Regions from separate parts of the Macaca mulatta genome. Here region 1 is linked to region 2. A link is a contact called in public Hi-C data. All regions are on one chromosome and are shown on one strand. Each heading gives the region's core, a stretch centred on a gene start, on an enhancer-like site or on the middle of the called end of the contact. The rest is flanking DNA. Distances are from core to core; before and after follow the strand shown.

Region 1 (5,991 bases), core at 1,126-3,625, 88 kb after region 2:
TCAGCAGTAGTCATGGACATCATCTACAGCGCTATTTTGAATACAGCTTCTAAATTCTTGAAAAAAAAACATTAGCAATGTAAAATTAAGCTCAAGACGAGAAGCTTCAAGCTGAGATGCTTGAATATGGTGATTAGAACTAAAACAAGAAACTGCCCAGGCGCGGTGGCTCACGTCTGTAATCCCAGCATTTTGGGAGATCGAGGCGGACAGATCACTTGAAGTCAGGAGTTCGAGACCAGCCTGGCCAACATGGTGAAACCCCCATCTCTACTAAAAAATACAAAAATTAGCCAGGCGTGGTGGCGCCGGCCTGTAGTGCCAGCTACTTAGGAGGCTAAGGCAGGAGAACCGCTTGAACCCGGCAGGCGGAGGTTGCAGTGAGCCGAGATCACGCCACCACACACTCCAGTCTGGGTGACAGAGCAGAGACTCCGTTTCAAAAAAAAAAAAAAGAAAAGAAGAATTAAAATAGGAAACAAGGACTTTTTTATAAAGTCACCCAGTCCTGTCATCTAGCCCTATGTCAATCTGACAAACTCAGAATCAACTTCTAGGAGGAGCCTAAGAAATCCCTTTCACAGTGTAAACCTTTTAGGCAAGTTGACACATGCCGGGTCCCCTATGCATATTGGAAATAGCAAGTCTGCCCCTAGGTCAGCCTTCTGTGATTGTTCAGTTTTGCTTAAACACCCTAAAAAAAAATTCTAGATGTGAGCATGTGAAAATAAGGGTGAACTGGCAGGGCGCGGTGGCTCCCGCCTGTAATCCCAACACTTTGGGAGGCCGAGGCAGGTGGATCACGAGGTCAGGAAATCGAGACCATCCTGGCGAACATGGTGAAACCCCGTTTCGGGCGTGGTGGCGGGTGCCTGTAGTCCCAGCTACTCGGGAGGCTGAGACGTGAACCCAGGAGGCGGAGTTTGCAGTGAGCCGAGACCGCGCTACTGCACTCCAGCCTGGGCGACAGAGTGAGACTCCATCTCAAAAAAAAAAAAAAAGAAAAGAAGGGTGAATTAAATTCTCAGTATTCAGACGTCAATGTAATAACTAAAAATTATTAGTCAAGGAAAGAAAGGAAATCATAAGAAAATAATCTTTAAATGCTAATTTCTCCACAACAGTAAAAGAGTATATATGGGATGAGTTTCAACCTCTGAGTTTTTATTAGTTTTCTAAACACAGACTAAACATGGAATGAGTGCATCACAACGAAGCCTTCAAAGGAGTTATTCCTCAGGGTGTAACCCCTGTTTTCAGACGACCTGAGGCTTATCTACTGCCTCCATATCCACATCTGGCCATCCCATCCTTCTGCCCTTCCCTCTCCACGTTCCCCCCACTCGTCTGGAACAAACGATAAGTAAGTGAAATAATGACCAGCACTAAATATGACGCCAAAGTTGGCATTTACAAATGATTTTCCAAACAACTCCCCAGAGAACCTAATCAACCTAGCAGGGTACACTATCCAAAACCTATTTGCTGGTTGTCTAAAAAGGTAAAACTCGCCTTCTTCAGGAAAGTACTCTGGCAAGAAGGGCGCCTCGAGGAAGCAAGGAGGCGGCTCCAGACCCCTTTCCTGGGGACCCCAGTCTGTGTCCAAGGGATCCCGACCCGCAAGCAGCCTTGTTTCAGTGTTACAAGTACAGAACTTGTCATCCCAACTTCCCAGCCCTAAGACGAGAGAGGAAGTTAAAAGGGTCCTGGGATGACGGGGGAAAGTACGACAGTCTATCTTCTGTGCTTGGGACCCAGAAAAGAGCATTGGGCAGCCGCGACGGAGCCCTTCGACCGGGCACTGGTTGGATACGGGTTGTGCAGGACAGTGGGAGATACACACGAGAAGCGCGCAAACAAGCCCGGGAATGCGAGCGAGGGCAGAGACGGGGGTGATGAAGGAATCCAGGCGCTGGCCCCGGGGTGTGCCAGGGGGAAAGAACCTCCTCAGGGCTGGAGGAGCCCACGCGTACTCGAAGCCCGATGGGGAGGCGGTGGTTAGACTAGTTGGAGCGCTCCGCGCAGTCCCGGGGCCCCGCTTGGTGGTGACGCCCGGCCCGGGCAGCGCGGGGCCAGGAGGGTCGGGACGAGGGTGGGCGGCGGACGCCGGGCGGAGGGCAGCGGGCAGCGGGCAGCGGGCGGGGGCCCAGGTCCACCCGAACAAAGCCGGCGCGTGCGGGGCCTGGCTACTCACAACAAGAAGCTCATGTTGGCCGCGGTGCAGGCTGCAGGCTCGGCGGTTGCGAGGCCTCGGAGCGGCGTCGGCCAGGAAAGGAGAGAAAACGCAAATGGAACAGGAGACAGGGAGGCGGAGGAGGAGGTGCGGAGACCTGGTTGCTCGGTGGCCGCAACTAGTTCGGCTCAGCTAGTTCCAATGGCAGGCGGAGGGGGCGGAAGTGGGTAGCGCTCGTCTTGAATCACTCCAGGGGAGGGGAAGGAAAGGGAGGCGGGGCAGGGCTGCAGGCTCTCCGCGTGCCCCTCCCCAGCTCCCGGCCGCCCCCACCTCACGAGCTCTCGCGATAGCGGTGCAAGCCCACCCCTCCCGTCTGGCTGCGGCCTGGGGTCGCTCACCTTCTGGTCCTCTCTGCTGCCAGGGACCACGCCCAGCGTGTGCGCAGGGGCCGCCCGGCCCCCCTGTCTACCCGGTTAGGGGTCGTGGCAGAGCGCTGGGAGACGCTCAGCTGGGCTCCGGAGGTTAGGGGGGAAGTGGGCTTCCGCTCCGAGATGTCAGGGTCCCGCAGTGAGGGATGGAATTACCACCGGAGTTAGGCCCACAGTGAGTGCCCGGCCAAGGGCGGTGAAAGGTGGTGGCATCTTGCTGTGCTACCACTTAAAAACAGGAGGGAGTTTCATCAGGTTGGAATGGCTTGGAGGAAAAGGATCAAATGGGTTTTCAAGGTCTCTGTCTTTTTATGGTAATATTTGTAAACCCTGAACTAGGGGAAGGTCAGGGTCCGTGACTACCTGAACAGGCAAGCCAGGCTGTCATCAGCAGCTGGGAAAAGTAAGCGAGCCAAGGAGGAGAGCTGAGCTCAGTTCACCGCAGAACCCAGCAAGGTAGGGTGGTCATCGGTGTAAAGGGAGCCAAAGCTTGTAAGCATTCTAACGCACAGAATATCCTAGAAGCTATTCAGACCCACTTGCAAAGGGACTTTTATTCTCACAGGGTTATGGGGCCCAGGGCAAGCCTTTATATTCTGTTTAAGAATCCTTCACATACCTTGAATATGTCACCACAGCATTACCAATTTAGGGGGGAAATGTGAGTACCCAAAAGATGTCCATCTTCTTACAACACCCATGAAATCCACACGTTTTCAAAGAATCTGAGCAAAACAAATCATGTGCAGATATTAGCTCACCTTTGGCTTATTCCAAAGGGCAGAATACACTTTGAAGTAGGTACAGATATGAAATGTATTATACTGCATTTATGCACTATTATTTGGCACGTTGGTAAAGTGGTTAAAAAAATTTTTAAAAAAACCTTTTTAGGCCGGGCACAGTGGCTCATGCCTGTAATCCCAGCACTCTGGGAGGCCGAGGTAGGTGGGTCACCTGAGGTAAGGAATTCAAGACCAGCCAAAGTTCAAGACCAGTTCAAGACAATGGCCAAGCCCAGTCTCTACTAAAAATACGAAAATTAGCCTGGTATGGTGGCACACACCTGTAATCCCAGCTACTTGGGAGACTGAGGCAGGAGAATTGCTCCAACCCAGGAAGCAGAGGTTGCAGTGAGCAAAGACCGTACCACTGCACTCCCCACTGGGTGACAGAGTGAGACTCCGTCTCAAAAAAAAAAAAAAAAAAAAAATTAATAGAAGAAAATACTAGAATCTTGCACTATCTCAGGAAGAAAAGAAATTACTGGAATGAGAAAACTTACAGGCTCAAAAGATTACCAGATCAGGATAAATAGCTGATGCATGCAGAGCTTAATACCTAGGTGATAGGTTCATAGGTGCAGCAAACCACCATGGCACACGTTTACCTATGTAACAAACCTGCATGTCCTGCACATGTATCCTGGAACTTTAAATTAAAAAATATTTTAAAGATTCCCTAAAAAGAAGAAAGAGGAGGATTTATCTTAATGAAAAGAATAGATTTATGATATAAAACCCTGTGCTCCAAATATTGATATGGTACTGACTTACTGTATAAATCTTTTTTTTTTTTTCAAGATGGAGTCTCACTCTGTCACCCAGGCTGGAGTCCAGTGGCATGATCTCGGCTCACTGCAACCTCTGCCTCCTGGGTTCAAGCAGTTCTCCTGCCTCAGCCTCCAAAGTAGCAGGGATTACCAGTGTGTGCCACCACACCCAGCTAATTTTTGAATTTTTAGTAGAGACGGGGTTCCACTATGTTGGCCAGGCTGGTCTCGAACTCCTGACCTCGTGATCTGCCCGCCTCGGCCTCCCAGTGTGTTGGGATTACAGGTGTGAGCCACCACGCCCAGCCCTGTATAATTCTTTTAAGGGTCTTCTGAAAGTAAGACTTGCATTACCAGGTTACTGATTATCTTTGGAAAGAGTAAGTGAGTTGACCTGTTATAGCTTCAGTTTTAGCCCAATTAAAGTGAGAGCCTGTATCATTACATGATCTCTAAGGTATCTTTCAGTTCTAAAGTTCTCTCCTGCCAGGGGCATCCTTCAAATTACTGGCACACATTTCCAAACTGCTCCCTGATTTGGCTTAGGTAGCCTTAGTTTTGGTCTGACATAATTTAGATGTATCCTGTGACACTGAATAGAGGAAAACATTGGCAGAGGAAAAAATCTGCAAAAATACCTTCTGAGTATTTCTTTATCATACCACTAGGAGAGTTGCCTGGAATTAACACCTGATAAAACGTAAATATATTGGCCTAAATGTGAGGGAGGTGTCAGGTTAATAATACACAATATGATTCCAGCTTAGACTTTAAATCAAATGATGACTGTCACATAAAAGTATTCAGTATGCCAAAAACATTGGGAATTTCAGAATCAAAAGAGGTTATATTCAAATAGATATTTATAATTATCGTTTCTCCCTCACCAGTCTACATTTCCTACTACATTCTTCCAAAAATTTCAATTTCAAGAAGCTACTCTCCTGACCAAAATCTAATAACCTTTTGTTTATAGAGCAAGATTATTAAAATTTCTGTTCTATCCAACTTTTCAAAGAATTGAAATTATACTATAACATGTACAGAACAGAACAGGAGTGGGCATATGCTCTTTAAATATTCATTTGAATAAAGACACATGCACACATATGTTTATTGCAGCACTATTTACAACAGCAAAGACTTGGAACCAACCCAAATGCCCATCAATGATAGACTGGATAAAAAAAAATATGGCACATATACACCATAGAATACTATGCAACCATAAAAAAGAATTAGTTCATATCCTTTGCAGAAACATGGATGAAGCTGGAAACCATAATTCTCAGCAAAGTAACACAAGAACAGAAAGCAAACACTGCATGTTCTCACTCATAAGTGGGAGTTGAACAATGAGAACACATGGACACAGGGAGGGGAACATCACACACCAGGGCCTGTCACTGGGGTGAGGGGCAAAGGGAAGAAAAGCATTAGGACAAATATCTAATGCATGCAGGGCTTAAAACCTAGATGACAGGTTGATAGGTGCATCTAACCACCATGGGGGTTGATAGGTACAGCAAACCGCCATGGCACATGTATACCTATGTAACAAACCTGCACTTTCTGCACATATATCCCAGAACTTAAAGTAAAATTAAAAAAAAAAAAAGAGAAAAGCAAATATATATATATATGTGTGTGTGTGTGTGTGTATATATTTATATATATTCATTTGAGGCTGGATGCCATGGCTCACACCTGTAATCCCAGCACTTTGGGAGGCCAAGATAGGAGGATTACTTGAAGTCAGGAGTATGAGACCAGCCTAGTAAACATAGCGAGACCCGATCTCTATAAAAAAGAAAAAAAAAAAAGAATAAATATATCCT
Region 2 (6,047 bases), core at 1,701-4,200:
ATTCTAGGAAGAATAGAGGAATTGCAAAATAGTTTACGCACAGCTTAACAATTTGTGCATTTATTGCTTATTTGGATCTGACAAATAAGGTGAAGAGGACATGAACAAAAGTGCAAGACCAATAATAAACAGTAACTAACAAAGTCTCAGTGTCAGGGAGACGAAAAATAGCAAGGAACATGCTCCATCTAAACACCAATTGCTGTCATACAGAAATGCAGGCCTGGTGTTAACAGATCTTCAGATTTTTCAAAAGCCAATAATTTAACTGTTTATGGGAAATCTCAAAATGTTTTCAAGTTAGCAACAAATTTAATTTATTTTTCTTTAGACACAGGGTCTCACTCTGTAGCCCAGGCTGTAGGGCAGTGGCACAACCACAGCTCGTGGCAGCCTCAAACTATAGGTCTCAAGAGATCCTCCAACTCAGCCTCCTGAGTAGCTAGGACTAAAGGTGCATGCTACCACAACTGGTCTTTTTTTTTTTTTTTTTTTTTTGAGAGAGTCTCACTCTGTCACCTAGGCTGGAGTGCAGTGGTGCCATCTCAGTTCACTGCAACTTCTGCCTCCCAGACTCAAGCGATCCTCTCACATCAGCATCAGCCTCCTGAGTAGCTGGAGCTATAGGTGTGATTCACCGAGCCTGGCCTAATTTTTTTTTTTTTTTTTTTCTTAGAGACTAGTTCTCTCTATGTTGCCATGCTGGTCTCAGACTCTTGGACTCAAGCAATCCTCCCGCCTCAGCCTCCCAAAGGACGGGGATTACAAGCCTGAGCCACTGGGCACTAAAATTTTTTTTCAACCTGTGCAGGCCAATATTGTGCAATTGCAGCTATCAGTTTGCAACTCCTTTCAGTGTAGGTAAAGGCGAAATCAATGAAGAATTTTAAGCAGGGGATAACACATGAGATTTGCATACAAAAAGACCGCTGCAGAAGTAGTTAAGAGAAACTGGAGATGGGATGAAATATTAGGAAATTATTTCAGCTGCTGAGAAGATTAAAGATGCTTTGAGGAAAGATTTCTAAATATGATACTACCTAACTGGATTAGAGAGAGGGAAAGTGGATGAAGGTATTGTGGTATTAATCTGAGGGGTTATTCATTCAACTTTACTTTTTTGTTTTGTTTTTGTGTTTTTAACAGAGTCTTGCTCTGTCACCCAGGCTGGAGTGCAGTAGTGTGAGCATGGCTCACTGTGGCCTTGATCTTTGGGCTCAAGCAATCCTCCTGCCTTAGCCTCCTGAGTAGCTGGGACCACAGGCACACCAGCACATGCAGCTAATTTTTTAATTTTTTTTTGGAGATGAGTTCTCACTATGTTGCCCAGGCTGGTCTCAAACTCCTGGATTCAAGTGATCCTCTTGCCTAAGTCTCCCAAAATCCTGGGATTACAAGTATAAGCCACCATGCCCTGCCTCAAATTTACTTTTCAGATGGCTTTGTTCAGCCACTTTCTCCTGTCTTTATATATGGTCTTCTTTATTCAGTAAGCAACTGTCAGGGGTTCCATACTAGTAAACATGCACCGTCAAATAACTTACATTGCTAAGTATAGTATATGGTCTTTCTACTGGTGCCTTAATTATGGAGCAATGAAATAAGAAGTCCTCTTTGAGAATGTATTTTTTTTCTATTGATTTGAATACTAAGCATCTGCCTGCCTTGTCTTTTTCAAGAAGGTACAGTGCTTTGAATGTGGTAAGAATTTTTAAAAATTTGCTGTATGCATGAATGACCAGCACCCAACCTGGAGCTAAAAAAATTAAAAAAAAAAAAAATCTATCAAAACAGGAAGTTTCAGGGGTAGGTTTCCTGAGGTTGGAAATACAGAAGAATCGGACGTTGGTGTGTATCTTGCAAAATGACCTAGTCTTAGCACCCCATCTGAGTTAACAGAAACGTTAGTGGTCTTCGAATCATAATCCAATGTTTACTTGGATGTGGAGTAAGGGGTGAGGAATTGCATGCTATTAAGATCATAAAAGACCTCTTTTCTTGTACTCGAATGTTTCGAGTTTCGTTAATAATATAGCTAAAATAATGTTTCGGTAATAACATAGCTAAAAAACTGTAAACAACCCAGAGGTCCACAACTAGAAAATCGATAAACGATGGTACATCCATGCAATGGAATACTACTCAGCAATAAAAAAAAAAAAAAAAAAAAAAAACTACACACACAAGTAACATGAATGAATTTCAAAAGCATTATGCTAAATGAAAGACGCCAGACACAAAAGGCGATATAGCCTATGATTCCATTTATATGGCATTCTGGAAAAGGCAACACTTGCAGGGATAGAAATCAAATCAGTGGGTGTCAGGGAATAGGAAGGGTGGAGGGCGCTGACTACAAAGGAGCAGGTAGGAACTTTCTGAGGTGATGAAAATGTTCTGTATTTCGATCGTGGTGATAGTAAAACGCATAATGTTTGTCAAACCTCATAAAAGAGTACACCTAAAAAGGGTGAATTTAATGTAAGTTACACCTCAAGAAATCTGATACCCTTCCCCCGCTTCCCTTTGCGAGTTCCCAACAAAGAGGGCGCAGAGGCTCAAAGCGCGCCTCACAGAGACCACAGGCCTGGCGCCCAGTCTGACTCCGGGGACCGCAGTCACCCCGTGGCGCGGGAGGGAAGGGAAGGAAGCTCTGGGTGGGAAAGGAAGCCGAGGGCGCGTCCACACGGCCAGGCTGGAGGGAAAGCCCTCACCGAGGAGCTGCACAGAGATGCGGCGAAGGGAAGCTTCAGCCACTGCCGCGACACCCCAGCCTTGCGTCCCACATTTCTGGAGGCTCCTTACCGATGTTCCCTTCGATGGAGATTTTCTTGATGCGGGTCCCCTCAGAGCTGGCTGAGAGAGACGGGCAGCTTCTCTTGGGCGGGGTGGCCATTCCTTAGTCTTGTGGCGGCCCAGAGCGCGTCCAGCAGAGAGGGCTGGGAGGCGGCCACAGGTACGCGCACTGGAGCTCGCGGCGCAGCCGAGGCAGATCCCGACCTGCCCCGTCCGCTAGTGAGCTCACAGGCCCGCCGGCGGGTGTCGGGGTTTGACTTTGGCGCGCGGAGGCAGCTGAGGACAGGGGCGGGCCTGTGGCGTGGCCCCGCCCTCCTCAGCCCACCGATCTCTGGTTGCCCCTCGGCCCTAGCCCGCCTCCAGCGCGACTCCCCGCATGGGCGCTTCGCACGCCACGTCACGTGGAGGCCGGGGCGGGGCCGCGCGTGTGGCGGAAGGCCTCTACCCTCGCAGCCAGGCGCCCGGGCGGGGCGCTGGAAGAGGTTCCGGAGTCGGGTGGGGAGGAAGGGTGGACGCCAGAGGCCTGAGGGCATTGGAGGACAGGGGGCGTCATCTGCAGTGGGCCGTGCCAGGCTTTGGAAAACCCGCCTCTCCAGTGGGCCTGCTGGAGATGAACAGACGCGTCTGGACAGAACTGGATAGACTTAAAGATTTGAACTCATCAGGGGAGAAGGCACTGTGTGGTAGGAAAATCAAATGGATTTACCCTGGCTTCTCAGCCTAGAGGAAGACTATGAAGCGAAGTTCCGCCCTCGGGAATCGCACTGCCCACTTAGAGAGCCAGGCTCTCTTCCTCTATGTGCTTTTCATTAATTCAGTCTAGTGGCGAAGATACTGTCATTAGCCCATTTACCTACTAGTGGGAAAACAGGCACTGGGAGGCTGCTTGTTCCAAGTGTCAAAGTCAATAAGTGAAACTGGGATGGGAATTTAGGTAGTCAGATGCCACCCACGGGAAGCCTTTCCAGATCTCCCATACCGCTTTCCATTTGATTTGGATGCACGACCATGCTGCATAGAAGTTAGCACGTTGGGTAGGTAGGTTTCTGTTCGGCTGTTAGCCTGCCTAACACCTGGCACATAGGTAACAAAATGTACTGTATGTTGAATTTTTGAATGCCTACTTATGTGCCATGTACTCTGCTGGGACAAACGCAGTGTAGGATTTGTCCCAGCTCGATGAGTGCATTTTTAGTCAGGGTAAAGACCTAATGAGGCAAGAGACTAGGGAATTAGGGTAACCAAGGGTTAAGGCATAAGCAAAAGAACAGCAGGTGCAGCCAGTTCTAGGCAAGACTAGGCAGCATACAGGCCACACCTTCACTCCTGTGATTACAAGACAAAAGTTTCCGCCGGGCGTGGTGGCTCACGCCTGTAATCCAGCACTTTGGGAGACCGAGGCGGGCGGATCACGAGGTCAGGAGATCGAGACCATCCTGGCTAACACGGTGAAACCCCGTCTCTACCGAAAATACAAAAAATTAGCCGGGCGTGGTGGTGGGCGCCTGTAGTCCCAGCTACTCTGGAGGCTGAGGCAGGAGAATGGCGTGAACCCGGGAGGCGGAGCTTGCAGTGAGCCAAGATCGCGCCACTGCACTCCAGCCTGGGCGACAGAGCGAGACTCTGCCTCAAAAAAAAAAAAAAAAAAGACAAGTTTCCGCATCAGCCTGCTTTTCTCAGCCATCTCCATTTCAGCCTCTGATTGGTCGCAGGCCAATCTTTCATAGGGTGTAATCAATTGCCTAGGGGTCTATCAAATTCTTTTAGCCTAGTAAACCTTAAGAACACTGCAGTTGGGACTCTTGAAGGACTTCCTTCGCTTCAATAAATTTTGTGCTTTTGTTACTCCGTTTTGTTGCTTTGTCTTTCGTTGCTTCCTTCTTTTGTTGCTTTGTTTCTACGTTTTGTTCAATTCTTCAACACGCCAAGAACCCAGACAATTCAGAGTCAAGACTTCCCATTCAGTAACACTAATAAACCGGATATTACCCAGTCTAGAAGTTATCTGGTCCAAATTGTCTACAGAAACCAAAGGCCTTGCTATTCTTTTTTTACACTGCAACTACCATGAGACCTGAAAAGGATCTAAATGTGTAGCCAAAAGGGGAAAATGGTGACTCCATCCTCAGAAATAAAGAGCAGAAATTAAATCTGAATCCTTGGCGATCACATTTTCCAGGATTAAACAGCAAGTATCATTCTATGTAACTGCCCTATATTACTGTTATGCAATTATTTTGTATGTATTACTTTTACTTATCCCCATAGTGATTAATAGCAAGATCCTAGGAATCGAAAAGGCCTGAATAGTTGTCATCAGGTATAGCAAGGAAGTTGGGAGAAAGGTGCTGGGGAAGCTACTAGCTATCACATTCCACCGCCAAGCTTGGGGGAAAACTCATGAAATGGTAATACTGGCGGCTACCGAGAGAAGGAAGGCAAGTCTCTGAGACATTCAACAGGGAAGCAGAGCTGGTCCTGGATGCATGTCATAAAGAGGCTTGGGGTTCCAAGGAGTAGAAATCTCCAAGTGTGGTTTCCACAAAAAAGACCCACACAGGAAGTATCTTAAAATGATGAAGAGTTTAAGCACTGGAAAATGAAAGATGTCAAACACCAGTTCTACCAGTTTCTGGCTGTGAAAACTTGAATTCATCTAAGCTTAAGAGTATACTTTGAAAAATACAAATGTGGGAGGCCAAGGCGGGTGAATCGCTTGAGCCCAGGAGTTTGAGACTAGCCTGGGCAACATGGCAAAACTCTGTCTCTACAAAAACTACAAAAATTAGCTGGGCGCCTGTAGTCCCAACTATTTGGGAGGCTGAGGTGGGAGAATTACCGAAGCCAGGGAGTCAAGGCTGCAGTAAGCCAAGATCATGCCACTGTACTCCAGTGAGACCCTGTCTCAAGTAACAACAAAGTAAATGGGGGAAGCAAAGAATCTAGCTTTTTTTGGCATTAAGTCCAGCATAATTTCCCATTTTCCTACATGACCTGGGGGTACACAAGGAGAGACAGGGAAAAGCACTTTTCAAAACACCTTGATTTTTGGTCCACAATCTCTTATCTAAAACCCTGGCAGCCAGATGTTTCAGAATTTAAAACTTCTAGAAAAGATTTTTAGAAAAGAAATTCAAAACTTTGGAACTGGCTGGGTGCAGTGGCTCATGCCTGTAATCCCAGCACTTTGGGAGGCTGCGGCAGGTGGATTCCTTGAGCTCAGGAATTCGAGACCAACCAGGGTAACATGG

The links. Hi-C and Micro-C count contacts between places; a contact is called where the count stands out from the background.
Region 1: a contact with region 2 is called in a Hi-C map of fetal cortex germinal zone, with 2.3 times the contacts expected there. The contact joins the promoter of MOB1B here to the promoter of DCK in region 2. A contact is called at or near these places in 2 of 14 Hi-C or Micro-C datasets (cortical neurons and fetal cortex germinal zone).

The regions. Positions count from the first base shown.
Region 1 is chr5:62,938,879-62,944,869 of T2T-MMU8v2.0, forward strand. MOB1B (MOB kinase activator 1B) reads right to left here and starts at 2,376. Exons shown (of 6, transcript XM_015138566.3): 1 at 2,195-2,376. The coding sequence starts at 2,208.
Region 2 is chr5:62,850,214-62,856,260 of T2T-MMU8v2.0, forward strand. DCK (deoxycytidine kinase) reads right to left here and starts at 2,951. Exons shown (of 7, transcript NM_001257554.1): 1 at 2,806-2,951. The coding sequence starts at 2,896.